Regions from separate parts of the Rattus norvegicus genome. Here all the other regions are linked to region 3. Evidence: chromatin contacts called from public Hi-C data. All regions are on one chromosome and are shown on one strand. Each heading gives the region's core, a stretch centred on a gene start, on an enhancer-like site or on the middle of the called end of the contact. The rest is flanking DNA. Distances are from core to core; before and after follow the strand shown.

What was found. A called contact is a pair of places that touch in the nucleus more often than the background predicts.
Region 1: a Hi-C map of Schwann cells shows a contact between it and region 3, with 3 times the contacts expected there. The contact joins the enhancer-like site here to the promoter of Lrch1 in region 3. A contact is called at or near these places in 2 of 12 Hi-C or Micro-C datasets (Schwann cells and mammary epithelial cells).
Region 2: a Hi-C map of mammary epithelial cells shows a contact between it and region 3, with 2.7 times the contacts expected there. The contact joins the enhancer-like site here to the promoter of Lrch1 in region 3. A contact is called at or near these places in 2 of 12 Hi-C or Micro-C datasets (frontal cortex and mammary epithelial cells).

Annotation. Positions count from the first base shown.
Region 1 is chr15:56,538,877-56,542,661 of GRCr8, reverse strand. It overlaps Lrch1 (leucine rich repeats and calponin homology domain containing 1), which reads left to right. Exons shown (of 19, transcript NM_001134727.1): 5 at 2,668-2,804; 6 at 3,328-3,455. Among named protein-coding and RNA genes, the nearest start is that of Esd, 88 kb to the right of the region's middle. Within about 2 kb of position 2,036, at least 25 of the 93 cell types and tissues checked have an H3K27ac peak or open chromatin away from gene starts, as enhancers often do. A contact at or near this core is called in Schwann cells, where this site is marked.
Region 2 is chr15:56,564,786-56,568,770 of GRCr8, reverse strand. The region is part of intron 2 of Lrch1 (leucine rich repeats and calponin homology domain containing 1); the gene reads left to right. Among named protein-coding and RNA genes, the nearest start is that of Lrch1, 92 kb to the left of the region's middle. Within about 2 kb of position 1,355, at least 10 of the 93 cell types and tissues checked have an H3K27ac peak or open chromatin away from gene starts, as enhancers often do.
Region 3 is chr15:56,657,010-56,660,682 of GRCr8, reverse strand. It overlaps Lrch1 (leucine rich repeats and calponin homology domain containing 1), which reads left to right and starts at 1,583. Exons shown (of 19, transcript NM_001134727.1): 1 at 1,583-2,017. The coding sequence starts at 1,759.

The DNA.
Region 1 (3,785 bases), core at 787-3,286, 120 kb after region 3:
AGGGCAGGGGACTGAAGTAGTTATTTCTTGCCTTTCTTTGACCGGAGAGAGGAATATGGAGATCCTCCTCCCCTCCTCTTCCTCCTCCCTTCTTCCTCCTCCTCTTCTTCCTCCTCCTCTTCTTCCTCCTCTTTTCTTCCTCTTCCTCCTCCTCTTCTTCCTCTTCCTCTTCCTCCTCCTCCCCTCCTCCTCCTCTTCTTCTTCCTCCTCCTCTTCTTCTTCCTCCTCTTCCTCTTCTTCCTCCTCCTCTTCCTCCTCCTCCTCCCATTCCCCTTCTTCCTCCTGCTTCTGTGCTGCTTTTCCTCCTTTTCCCTCCTGTTTCTCTTCCTTTCCTTTCCTCCCTTCCTGTTCTTCCTTTTCCTGTCTGACTCCTGCTTCCTGTTTTCCTGCTTCTCCTCTTCCTCTTTCCCTCCTCCCCTTCTTCATTTCTCTATCAGTTCTACCTCTTGACCTTTTGTGGGTCAGTCTTGTGAGACTGTCACTCCCTCCTAGGCATGGCTTCTGTGAGACTGTCGAGCCTTTCTTCCTCTACATTACTTGTTGGAACCAAAGGACAAGGAAGCAGCTGTCGTCCAAAGTATCCCTTATCTGCTTACCTGGGAGTTCTCTACTGCCCCGAGTAGCCAGTCCTCTAGTGACGAATCAGAGTCCTCATTTTAGTTGGTAAAAGTTTCTGGGAACACTTGCTGTGTAATAGCTATTGTCTAGAAAGCCCCCTTTCTTCTAGCAAAGGAATCACACAAGCCATGTCCCACAGAACACAGAGTCTCATCAAATTTAACATCACTGAGATAGCCTAACTTTGAAGTCATCCTGCCCTGGGAATCCCCATCCTTTTTAGCTGGTCTGCAGACTGTAACATGAAAGTTCTAACCACGCAGATTTGTTTTTGTTGCTGGTGTGTGTGTGTGTGTGTGTGTGTGTGTGTGTGTGTGTGTGTGTGTGTGTTGCTTGTTTGATTGTCAAGTTGACACAAGCTAGGCAATCTGGGAAGAGAGCCTTAATTGAGAAAATACCTCCACCAGATTAACTAGTAGGCAAGTCTGTGGGGCATGAATTTTTGATGTGGGGGGCTCACCCACTGTGGGTAGCTCCATCCCTAGGCTGGTGGTCCTAGGTGCTATCTATCGGAAAGCAGGCTGAGCAAGCCATGGGGAGCAAGCCAGTAAGCAGCACTCTTCCATGTCTCTCGGTCAGTTCCCTCCCAGGCTTACCTTTATGATGGACTGTAAGCTGAAATAAACCTTTCCTCACCGTTTTTGGTCATGGTGTTTATTTCAGCAATAGAAATACCAAGCCAGGACCCTCCTTCCCTTCCATTCACCCTCATGCTTCCAGCTCCACCGTGCACAGCTGCCTCCCTGAGCCCACAGCCCTTCATCCAAACAACCTTTAGGAGTAAGGCGTGAGGCTCATGGCTGCCCGCACTGGGGGTTGCTCCTGCAGGGTGGAAATAGAGATTCCTTGGCATCCATTTTGAAATACACTTCCTGAGTTTGTCCTGTAGAGCCTGATGGGGACTTCACTTTGAGACCTGGGAGTTGAGTGTTGTTCTTCCTTCTAGAATTTTGGTCTCAAAATGACTCCGTTCTGTAGGACTAGGTAATGCACCGAGAGATGAAAGATGGGAAGCCCCTATCATTCCCAAGGCCTCTAGTTCTGAGAAGATGAGCGCTCACCCCAAGGGAATGGTATTGGCAGGGCTAAAACAGTGCTGCGGAGCTGATCGAAAGCCTCAGCCATGTAGACAAGGAGAGGGAACTAACTGCTGGTGCTTCTCAAAGACTCCATTCTCTTCCTCGGGTCCTCTCCCTATCTAGTTTCTGGCTCCCTTCCACTTTAGGCCAGAAGTATTTGAAGCCACTGTATTTTGGCCTTTAACAGCTGCCGTACCAAAAGTGCTGGCACTGTTCTGAAGTGAACCCACTGTAGTCACCACCTAGCCAGATCAGAGATCTGCCAGCGTCACTGTAGGCTCTGGCTTGCCTCAGCCTGGCTGCGCTCTATGGATTTGACTTTGTGCCCAGCAGCTGCCCGTGTTGGTTGGAATGCTTGAAATTACTGAGTGTTTACTGTGCCTCTGGGTGGGAACCACAGGCTGAGTGCAACATCCTTCCCCGGGAGTCGAGCTGTGGACAGCTTCAAAGGCAGTAGAACGAAGCCCGGCCCCATAGGAATGATAATGGGTCCTTCTGGAAAACCCTAAGTTAGATAACACTGAGTAGTACCTGGGGTCGGAGGGTAGCAATGGCAACCTCTGACAAAATCAGGAGCATAGTTACTGAAACTCTCTCTGGGCCCGTGCCAGCTCGTGGACAGTTTTAGATAGATTTTCCGTAGAGCATATCATCTTTAATCAGCATGCGCTTCAGGAGAACGGGCATAGTAACATGCATGGCTCTGCATGGCACGGCCCGCGCAGTTCAATGGCACATGTTTCCAGTACAGTGTGTAATGACCGAGTGCCCAGGGAAACGGCCCCTCATTCAGGGCAGTTCTTTATATGCGTGCCACGGGTTTCTAACAGTGGCACGGCTCACTTTTGACTCTGCTAGCCCGAGTTTCTCTAGCTACACAGAGAGTTAACTTTTGAGCGTGTAGCCACTTGATCCTGCTACTTCCTGAGACTTTGTTTTTTAAATTTGCCCCTTTTCTCTCTTCTTCCAGAGCTAGTAGATCTCCCCTTGGTAAAGTTTGACTTTTCCTGCAACAAAGTGCTGGTGATCCCCGTCTGCTTTCGGGAGATGAAGCAACTGCAAGTGCTCCTCCTTGAGAACAACCCCCTGCAGTCCCCGCCAGCTCAGGTGAGGACTTGCCCAGAGCCAAGGCCCGGGCTGCACAGTCGTGGTCCATGTGACTCTCTGCAGAGCCCCGGCTAGGATTCTCCGTACACCGGAAGCTGCACTAGGCATGATGGGATGCAGTCAGCAATCTCTCCCCCTCCCCGCCTCCCACCGAACACACAGTGAAGCTTCCAGTCGATCTGACTGATACGTTGCCTGGGTTGGGATCTCATCTGTCCTCACAGCTCTGTTGTCCTGTTTGCACCATCAAGGGCAGAGTTACAGGTTTGATAACGTTCACTCAGTGACACTCTTGAAGCTTATCATAGACTGTGTGGCCTACACAGGGCGTTATATGTTCCTTATTTGAACATTAGCTGGGAAAACTGAACTTAAACATCTTAAAATAGGACTGTTGACATCGTTGAGACAAGTTACACTCAGGTCATGACATTCTAAAGGTTAAACTGCATGGTCAGGGACCTGGAACTTACATCTTGTTTTGTCACTGAGAAGTAAATCCTCCTCCCTGATTTCTCCGCAGATTTGCACGAAAGGAAAAGTGCACATATTTAAGTACCTGAGCATACAGGCATGCCAGATAAAGACAGCCGACTCCCTCTACCTGCACTCCATAGAGAGGCCCCATTCACACCAGCACGTGGAAGACAGGTGAGTTAACGCCTTCCTTCCCGAAAGAGCCCGCTTAGAGTGACCCTCACCGCAGCCGCCCAGGTAACCTGGCGTCAGGATCCGTATGCTTTGCTCACGTGATTCACATTTATGACTTGGAGATGGAGAAAGTAACAGCATACAAAAAACTGATGCTATGGAGAATCTCTAATCCCTCCAAGGGACCTCTCCTTATCAGTAATCAGTGCTTCCTGAGTACGTTGTGTGGATCTTCTGAATAGGGTCTGTAGCGGATTTTCATGCCTACGCAGTTAGCACCGCTATACCAAACTCTGTTGTAAAAACTTACATTTTAACAGTCGTTCCTTT
Region 2 (3,985 bases), core at 106-2,605, 92 kb after region 3:
CTGGCAGGCTACCAAACACATGTAAATTAATAATGGGATATTTCTCACCAGATTCCATTCCTTCTAGCATAGCCCATACTTGGCACGACTTCCGAGGAGGGTTTTTCCATTGTGCACACCTGATCGCAGACGTTTTAGCTCACTGTTTGTATTGGGAGAAAAAAGCCGCAGCACAAAAGCCACATTATGCTCTCTACAGAACGAAGGCTGAGTTCACTGGCTTTGTTTCCTGTTCTGTTTCTGATCTTTATAGGGATGTGAAGTTCTTTGTGCCCTAGAGTAAGTCTCTGGAAATGAGGGGAGTGCTTATTTGAAATTCACTGCAGACATTTCTCTTCACTTATGGTAATTCTCAAATTTTTTCTGAGGTCCCAAATGAGCAAGCTCCAAATTGTATTTATTTTTCTAACTAGACCAGTAAAAGCCCCACAAAATGTTCCTGTTTCATCAATAATCAATCCTTAGAAAGGTAAAACTCTGCAGTTAATACTGTCATAGACATAGTGCTGTACATGAGTGGAGTGAATGGAGAAAAAGAACAAACACACATGTACACATATGTATATGTTTGTATATATGTATATGTATATATTTGTTTATATATTATATATTTACATACATACATGTATTGTATATATGTATATAATGTTGTGTTTTATAAAAAAGACAAAAAGCCAGGGGTATGTTTGATAGAGTGAGGTTTGGTGAGGTGGAAGGGGGTGCCTCTGCAGGCCCATGCTGAGCCATCCCTTCCCCCTGAGGTACCAGCCACATGATGGGTATAGTATAGAGTTTATTTAGGACATGGGGAGGGGAGCTGAGAGAGTAGAGACAGAGAAAGGCAGATAGATAGATAGATAGATAGATAGATAGATAGATAGATAGATAGATAGAAAAAAAGAAGAGTAGAGGCCAGCCATGAATGCATGGAGAGAGAGGCTGGAGGGGAATGGGGGAGAGAAGGGACAGAGAGGAAAGTGGGTAACAGTAAGAAAATAAGGGGGGGAGGGAGGGAGAGAGAGAGAGAGAGAAAGAGAGAGGAAGAGGAGGCAAGCAGCCCCTTGTATACTGAGTCAGGCACACCTGGCTGTTGCCAGGTAACTGTGGGGTGGAGCCTAGAAGAAATGCTAACATATAATACCTATGTAAAGGAAACGTTGGGTCTGTGGAATACCATTGCCCTCATCCCTACCAACACCGTTTAGTCATGACAGCACTGAGTGAGCTCCTGGGCAGCCTTTGTAGTAGGTGTGAGGCAGAAGGGGGATTTTTCCCAAGTCACTGAGTGACAGGGACAGTGGTACTGAGGCAGTGACCTCATTATCTTGCTGAGCGCCATCTCCCCTGGGTTCCACACACTGTAGAACCATTTCATCAACCTGAAAGTGATTGTGAGGGCGTTTTTCAGGGACAGCCCAAGTATAGAAACATGAAGAAGCTTTCGTATTTGAAGGTCGCTATGGTTCCTCCTTTTATTCTTCGGACTGTAACTTCCTGCATTCTTTTCCTTATGCTGATTTTTTAAAGTCTGTTTTTGGGACAGGATCTTACTTTGTAGCCAAGGCTGTCTTGGAATTTGAGACCAGGCTTGCTTCAAACTTCAAACTCACAGAGATATGTCCAGAATCTGCTCCACGTGACCTAAGGGTACCCCAAAAGGATCCTCCCACCTTGTAAGACCCATAACTTCTCCTGTCCTAAGATTACCACCCAGGCGTCCAAACCATTAATACGTGACCTTTGGGGGTCACAGTGACCTTTGGGGGGTCACACATGACCTTTGGGGGGTCAGTTGTCCAAAGCGTAATATATATAGATTTTTTTTAAAATCACCCATAAATTGTTTCTACTTTTCAAGGTTATTCTAATCAGTGAGCTTTAAATTCTATAGAGTTGTTTTAAGGTACCTTTTAAAAATTTATTTTGGATTTGATTAATTGTTTCAAGCTACGTTTCTTGTTTGTAGATTCTTTAGATAGTTCAAGATTTTCCGTATTGCCTGTGCAGTTAATTCCACAAGTAATTCATGAGTATTTGCTGGGGAAAAATAATGTAAAAAAAAAAAGTTGTCAATCCCACATTTAAAAGTCACTCGCGTCTCTTCCATTTTAACACATTTTGTGTTTGTAGCTGGTGTTTTATTGAGACTTCCATTGCTCTGATTAAATAACTGAGCAAAGTATCCAGAGTGGGGAGAGCTTTGTTTTGGCTCAGGGGTTTAGAAGCTCGCATGGACCCTGCTCCTGAGGGAGTAGCAGAGCAGGGTTGCTCTCCTCAGAGCAGCCCGGAAGCAGCTGGAGAGGATGCCTGTGCTAGTGGGCTTCCTCCTTCTGCTTAGTTTCCTCTTGGGTCCTTAGCCTAGGGGGCTGGTGTCGCCTACATTCATGGCACTAATACAAAATTCTATCATTATGTGAGAGAGTTGTACAGCGGTGAGCTCATTGAGCAGGACCGTAGATGGGAAAGGTAGTTCCTGGAGGTCCAGCATTCTTTTGCTTCTAGATCAAGTGTCGTCAGAGTCTGAGGGACCCATGGCCGGCAGATGGTAGAGCAGAATCAAAGAATGACCCGTGCGCTTAGAGAGCTCATTTGCTTTTAGTTGGTCAGTAAGTTGAATGAGAGCCCTCCAGGGAGTTCAAGCAACAGCTTAGGAGTGTTCTCCCCTTTGTAGGTGATGCCTTCCATGAGCCCACTGTGCCCTTAGCCAGAATATACCCTGGAAAATAGCTTACCTTCCTGTGGTGACCACTGAGTGTTTGGTAGCAGCACACTGATACAGAACCCATAGGACTAGCCAGGAATCCTTCAGCACTGCCTAAAGGAAGCTGCTTCTTTATTCCTTGAGAGTTACCTAACTCTTACAGTTAGGTCTTCAGAAACCCCATAGGAAGGCTCTGCAGCTTATATACTATAGGGGAAAAAACAAACTGCTACCACAGTTCAGGGGCCGTGTAGTTGATTGCAGTTCACTGATGCTGCCTGGTCCTGACGGAGAGGAAGCAGAAATGCTCACATACCTTTCACAGTTTCTAGGACCTTCACATTCTTTCACGAGCAGAAAAAGAACTCGGGAGGTCTGGGAAATAATGGGATTCTGTTTGGTAAGAATGACAGTGACGTGATTGTGAGTTTTTCCTTCCTTGATCACTCTGCTCCCAAGTCTGAATATTCTCTCTCTTCCTTCACTTATTTAAAGCTGGAGTTTCCCGAAGCTCCTCTAAGACCTCCTGTCTCACAAGTCCCAAGTTTATTCTCCATCTGATTGGCTCCTATAGACATCATCCCTCGCTTCCTTTATTGCCTGCCATCCAGGTCCTCATGGATGTCTCATTTACACCTCAAATCCTGCATGAGCAAACCTAAGTGTAGAGGCTTGAACAGATGGCCTTGTAGATTCAGATGTGTAAATACTTGGTCCCCAGTTCCTGAGACTGTTTGGGAAGGTTTAGGGGGTGTGGCCTTGCTGGAGGAGGTGTGTCAATGGGAGGCAGGCTTTGAGGTTTCAGTAGCCACAGGCAATCCCCAGTTAGCTCTCTTGTTTCCTGCTGGTGGTTCAGCCTGCTACTTCCCCTCTGACATCATGGACCACTGTAACTCTGGAACCATAAACCAAGGGAGTCCTTCTCTGTGTTGCCTGGGTTGCGGTGTTTTACCACAGCCATGGAAAAGTAACTGAGACTGAGGCCATTCCTCATGTACCTTGGCTTCTTTCCTGCTTTCGTTCATGCTGGTTTTCTTCGTCACACCTGCTGGAGATCTCAGAATTACCTTGACCCCTTTCCTTCACCCTCTTTTGCACGAACCAATCACTAACTCCTAGTGCAGCATTTTACTGCTTCCTGCCGGAAAGTCTGTGTTCTTTCCCTCACCATACCCTGGCTTGCTTGTGCTGTTTTTTAAATTTCAGAATGAATGCATGGATGGGTGACCCAAGAGCTTTGGTAAATCTATTACTAAGAAACCAGGTGCTTTTCAAGAATTTGTT
Region 3 (3,673 bases), core at 334-2,833:
ACACTGGAGAAAAGAGGGTCTTTGGCACACTGTGCTGGGAAAACTAGATTCTACGTGTGGGAGAATTAAACTGAATCTCTGTCTCTCACCCTGCCCAAAGATCAATTCAAAATGGATGAAAGCCCTTAAGATGAGACTCAAAAACCTGAAACTGTCCAAGGAAAACAGGAAAAACCTTCATGATACAGGAACTGGGAAGGATTCTCTGAAAAGAGCCCTAAGCCCACGGGAAATGACTTGCAAGAACTGACAGGCAAGATTGAATGAAATAAAAAAATGCTTCTCCACCACAAAGGAAGCAACAGAGCGAAGAGACCGTCTACAGAGCAGGGTGAAAAAACTAAGCTTAAGGCAGTTTATGAAAGTCATGAGAGATTCGAAGGGAGTGGAGCCAGCAGGATGGGGTTGGGGTAGAGAGTATCACACCACTAGGTGGCGCCTGTTTCTTCCGGGAATTTGCTCTCAGCCTGGAATCTCAGGAATTAAGGGGTAGCCCTGTAGTGAAGTCCATGCAAGTGACATAGATCATGAAGTCACTAGGTCCACGAGGCTGCCTAGACTATCACAGGTATGTATCACTGTATGCATGATAAAGTTGTATCAAGCTTGGTCCCAGGGAGTTGGCTGTCAAGGTGTGGGAAGGGAGTGGGGCTTTATCAGTCTTCCAGCTGGGTGGCCTTTAGGTGACACAGGTCCTCTGGCTCTTCCCTGGTGTGCAAACCCTGGCTCAGTGGCCACTGTAGGTCACCCCCATGGCAGAACATTTGTTTGCAATCAGTTCAATTCCTATGCCCCACGTGGATAAGAAGTAGGCGCACGCTGAAAATTCCATAGCACCTAAGCTTAGGTTAAGACGTGACCTTTTGGATTGTTAGATCTTCGGTGTTTTAACTCCTGGAGTAATAATTTAGGACTCATTTTCCCTCATGACAATGTATTTTATCATAAAAATCACCCTTTGTCAAAGTCCTTCCTCTAGATTTGTCTATTTGCATTTAAGTCTGGTCCCTGTGGTCTGCAGTGAAGGTGCAAAATTTTGGTGACTGTGGGCTGTGGGTTCGAATTCCGTATCACTTTTGCAGGGGTGATCTCGGCTCAGTTTAACTTCCTCTCTCAACTGAAGGAAGCAATTTTTCCACTCACGGACTTCCTGGATTCAATGAGAGAATTTGTGCAGCAAGCACCTAAATGCCAGGGGGCGTCAGTGAGGGTAAATCCACAAGTGGAAAAACTGCCTTTTGGGGGTAACTCTGGGTCAATCAGCCAGAATCACTCTTCTCACTGTGACCTTGTATTCCAAATCTGGTCTCCTGCCTCTACCCGTTTTCACAAACGGCTTTAAAACAAAACAAAACAAAACCCAAAAGACAAAAATCAAACTGACAAAATACCCTGACCCACAGTGTGTTAAACCCCAAGAGGTCGGGCCGGAGTGAAAATCACCCAGAATGTGCATCCAGTTCCAGCCAGCTTCAGGGGGTGGAGCGCAGAGAAGCTGAGGAGGAGGAGCAGCAGCGGGCGGGGGCGCGGGCACGAGCAGACACAGGCGCGCCGCTGCCGCTGCCGCCGCCGTCGCCGCCCTCGGCTTCCCCCGCTGGAAACGTTGGTGATCAAGCGAGCTGTGCTGCCTCCAGCTCTGCGCCGCCCGCCGCCCCTCCCGTAGTCCCGCGGCTTTCGAGGGAGCGCTGCGGAGACTCGGGGCCGCCGGGGAAACCTGTGACCCCGCGCAGGAGCGGCGGGGCGGGGGACCGGGAGAAGATGGCGACGCCGGGAAGCGAACCCCAAGCTTTCGCGCCCGCCCTCTCGGTAACCGCCCTGCACCCGCATATCCACCAGCACCACCAGCACCACGGAAGCACGGGCAGCGCGGGCTTCAACCTGCCCTTGAACCGTGGTTTGGAGCGCGCGCTAGAGGAGGCAGCCAATTCTGGGGGCTTGAACCTGAGCGCCAGGAAGCTGAAGGAATTTCCCAGGACTGCAGCCCCGGGACATGACCTCTCGGACACGGTTCAGGCAGGTGAGACAGGGCCGGGGCTGCCCACGCGTGTGTGGGGCTGTCGCGCCTTTCCGCCGGGCCCGAGTGTGTTGCTCGATTGGCTCGCCAGAAGAGGGTTCTGCAATGTGCGCGCGGTGGTTGTAGCGGGCACGGTGGCCCGCTTGGCCCGGCGACCTGCGACCGTGGTGCAGGAGCGCAGGGATGCGCCCAGAAGCCGTGCCTGGCGCGCGGGAAGTGGGGGATCTCAGGCGACCGCGAGCGAGTCGGGAACACGAACCAGATCCTGGACCTCTACATGGAAACATTTTGCGTCCCGGTGGGTGGGAAAGCCCAGACAAAGGTGGCCGGCCCTCGGCCAACCCTGTCCTCTCCTCGTAGTGTCGCGGCCCCGACCACCGCGCCGCGCCGCGCGACCGTGGCTTGCTGCAGCCAGAGAGGCGGTGCCAGCCTTGGTTCTGCGCCTGTGCGAGCAAGAGGCTGGTGTCTGGCTCCCCACCCACACATTTTCCCTCCACCGGGGCTCCCCGATTCTCACTAACCCGGTCTTTGCGGGGGCCCTGGAGGGGAAGCGTGGCGTAGTAAATGAAAAGTAATTAAAGTGAGCCTGTTTGCCAGTGTGAGCCCGGCAAGTTGTAACCCGCACCAAAGAACAGCCGGCTTCTTCAAGTTGTGTCATGTGTTGACATATTTCGGAGATGTCTTCTTTTCCTTTAGTAGTCAAGAGTTGTGGGAGTGAATCCATAAACAGGAAGGAGGGTGGTGGAAGAGGGTTGGGGCCTTGGGAATCCGTGCAGATCTGACTTAGTTTCCGACCATCCGGTTCCGCTCTTTGCGGGACCGTTTGTACCCCGGCGAACACCTTGCATTTCCCGGGGCAGTGGGTGCCCCGTTTTTTTGAGCCACTGCTGTCGTTGCCTCTTCCGACGTGCATCAGGTCTCTTAGGGTTCTGAATTGCTTGACTTTCAGATCAGGGTCCTTCAGCTTCTTATAAAGGAAGATTAGGGGGCGGGGCAGGGGGGAGCCGGTTGTGGCTTTTGGAGGCCAGGTTTCTAGTTAAATTCCATAAACATTTATCAGGAGGCCAATTGAAAATTTAGATGGAGTTCCGAATTCATTGGAGGACAGAAGCACTCCTCTGGGGTCATTAAACGGTGATTTGGGTTTAAGGATTGTCAGGAATGGGTAAGCAGAGGGGAAATTCCAGAACAAAGTTTTCAACAGCTGGAGAGGCTCTTGATAGGGCCTCGTAGTTACAGCTTCTCAAGTAGAAGTTATTCTAAGAGTCGCCTAAATCAATAATCTTAAAAAGCACTCTACATTTTCCTTAACTCCTGCCACAGTTAGAATGGCTGTGTACTGCAGGAAGCCAGAATGACCAATGCTAACACGTTCGTGCAGTTCAGTAGCAGGCTTAGCGTTATTCCAACCCTTCAGGTTGGGTAAAGTTGGCATGCGTGACGTGCTGGCATTTCTTTGAGAATTACCATTGCTTTGAAAGTAGTGGAGGGGAGGCGTCCATCTGTCAGTTCCCACCTCCGTGAGTGGTCACTGCTTACAAAGGGGTCCTATCTGTTCTCTCTGCAGGCGTTAGGAGTGTTACATATATTTAATGCTCCTAAGATCCTTAATAGTCAACAGTAGGAGGCCTCGTGCTAATTCTTCACCCTAAAACAGTG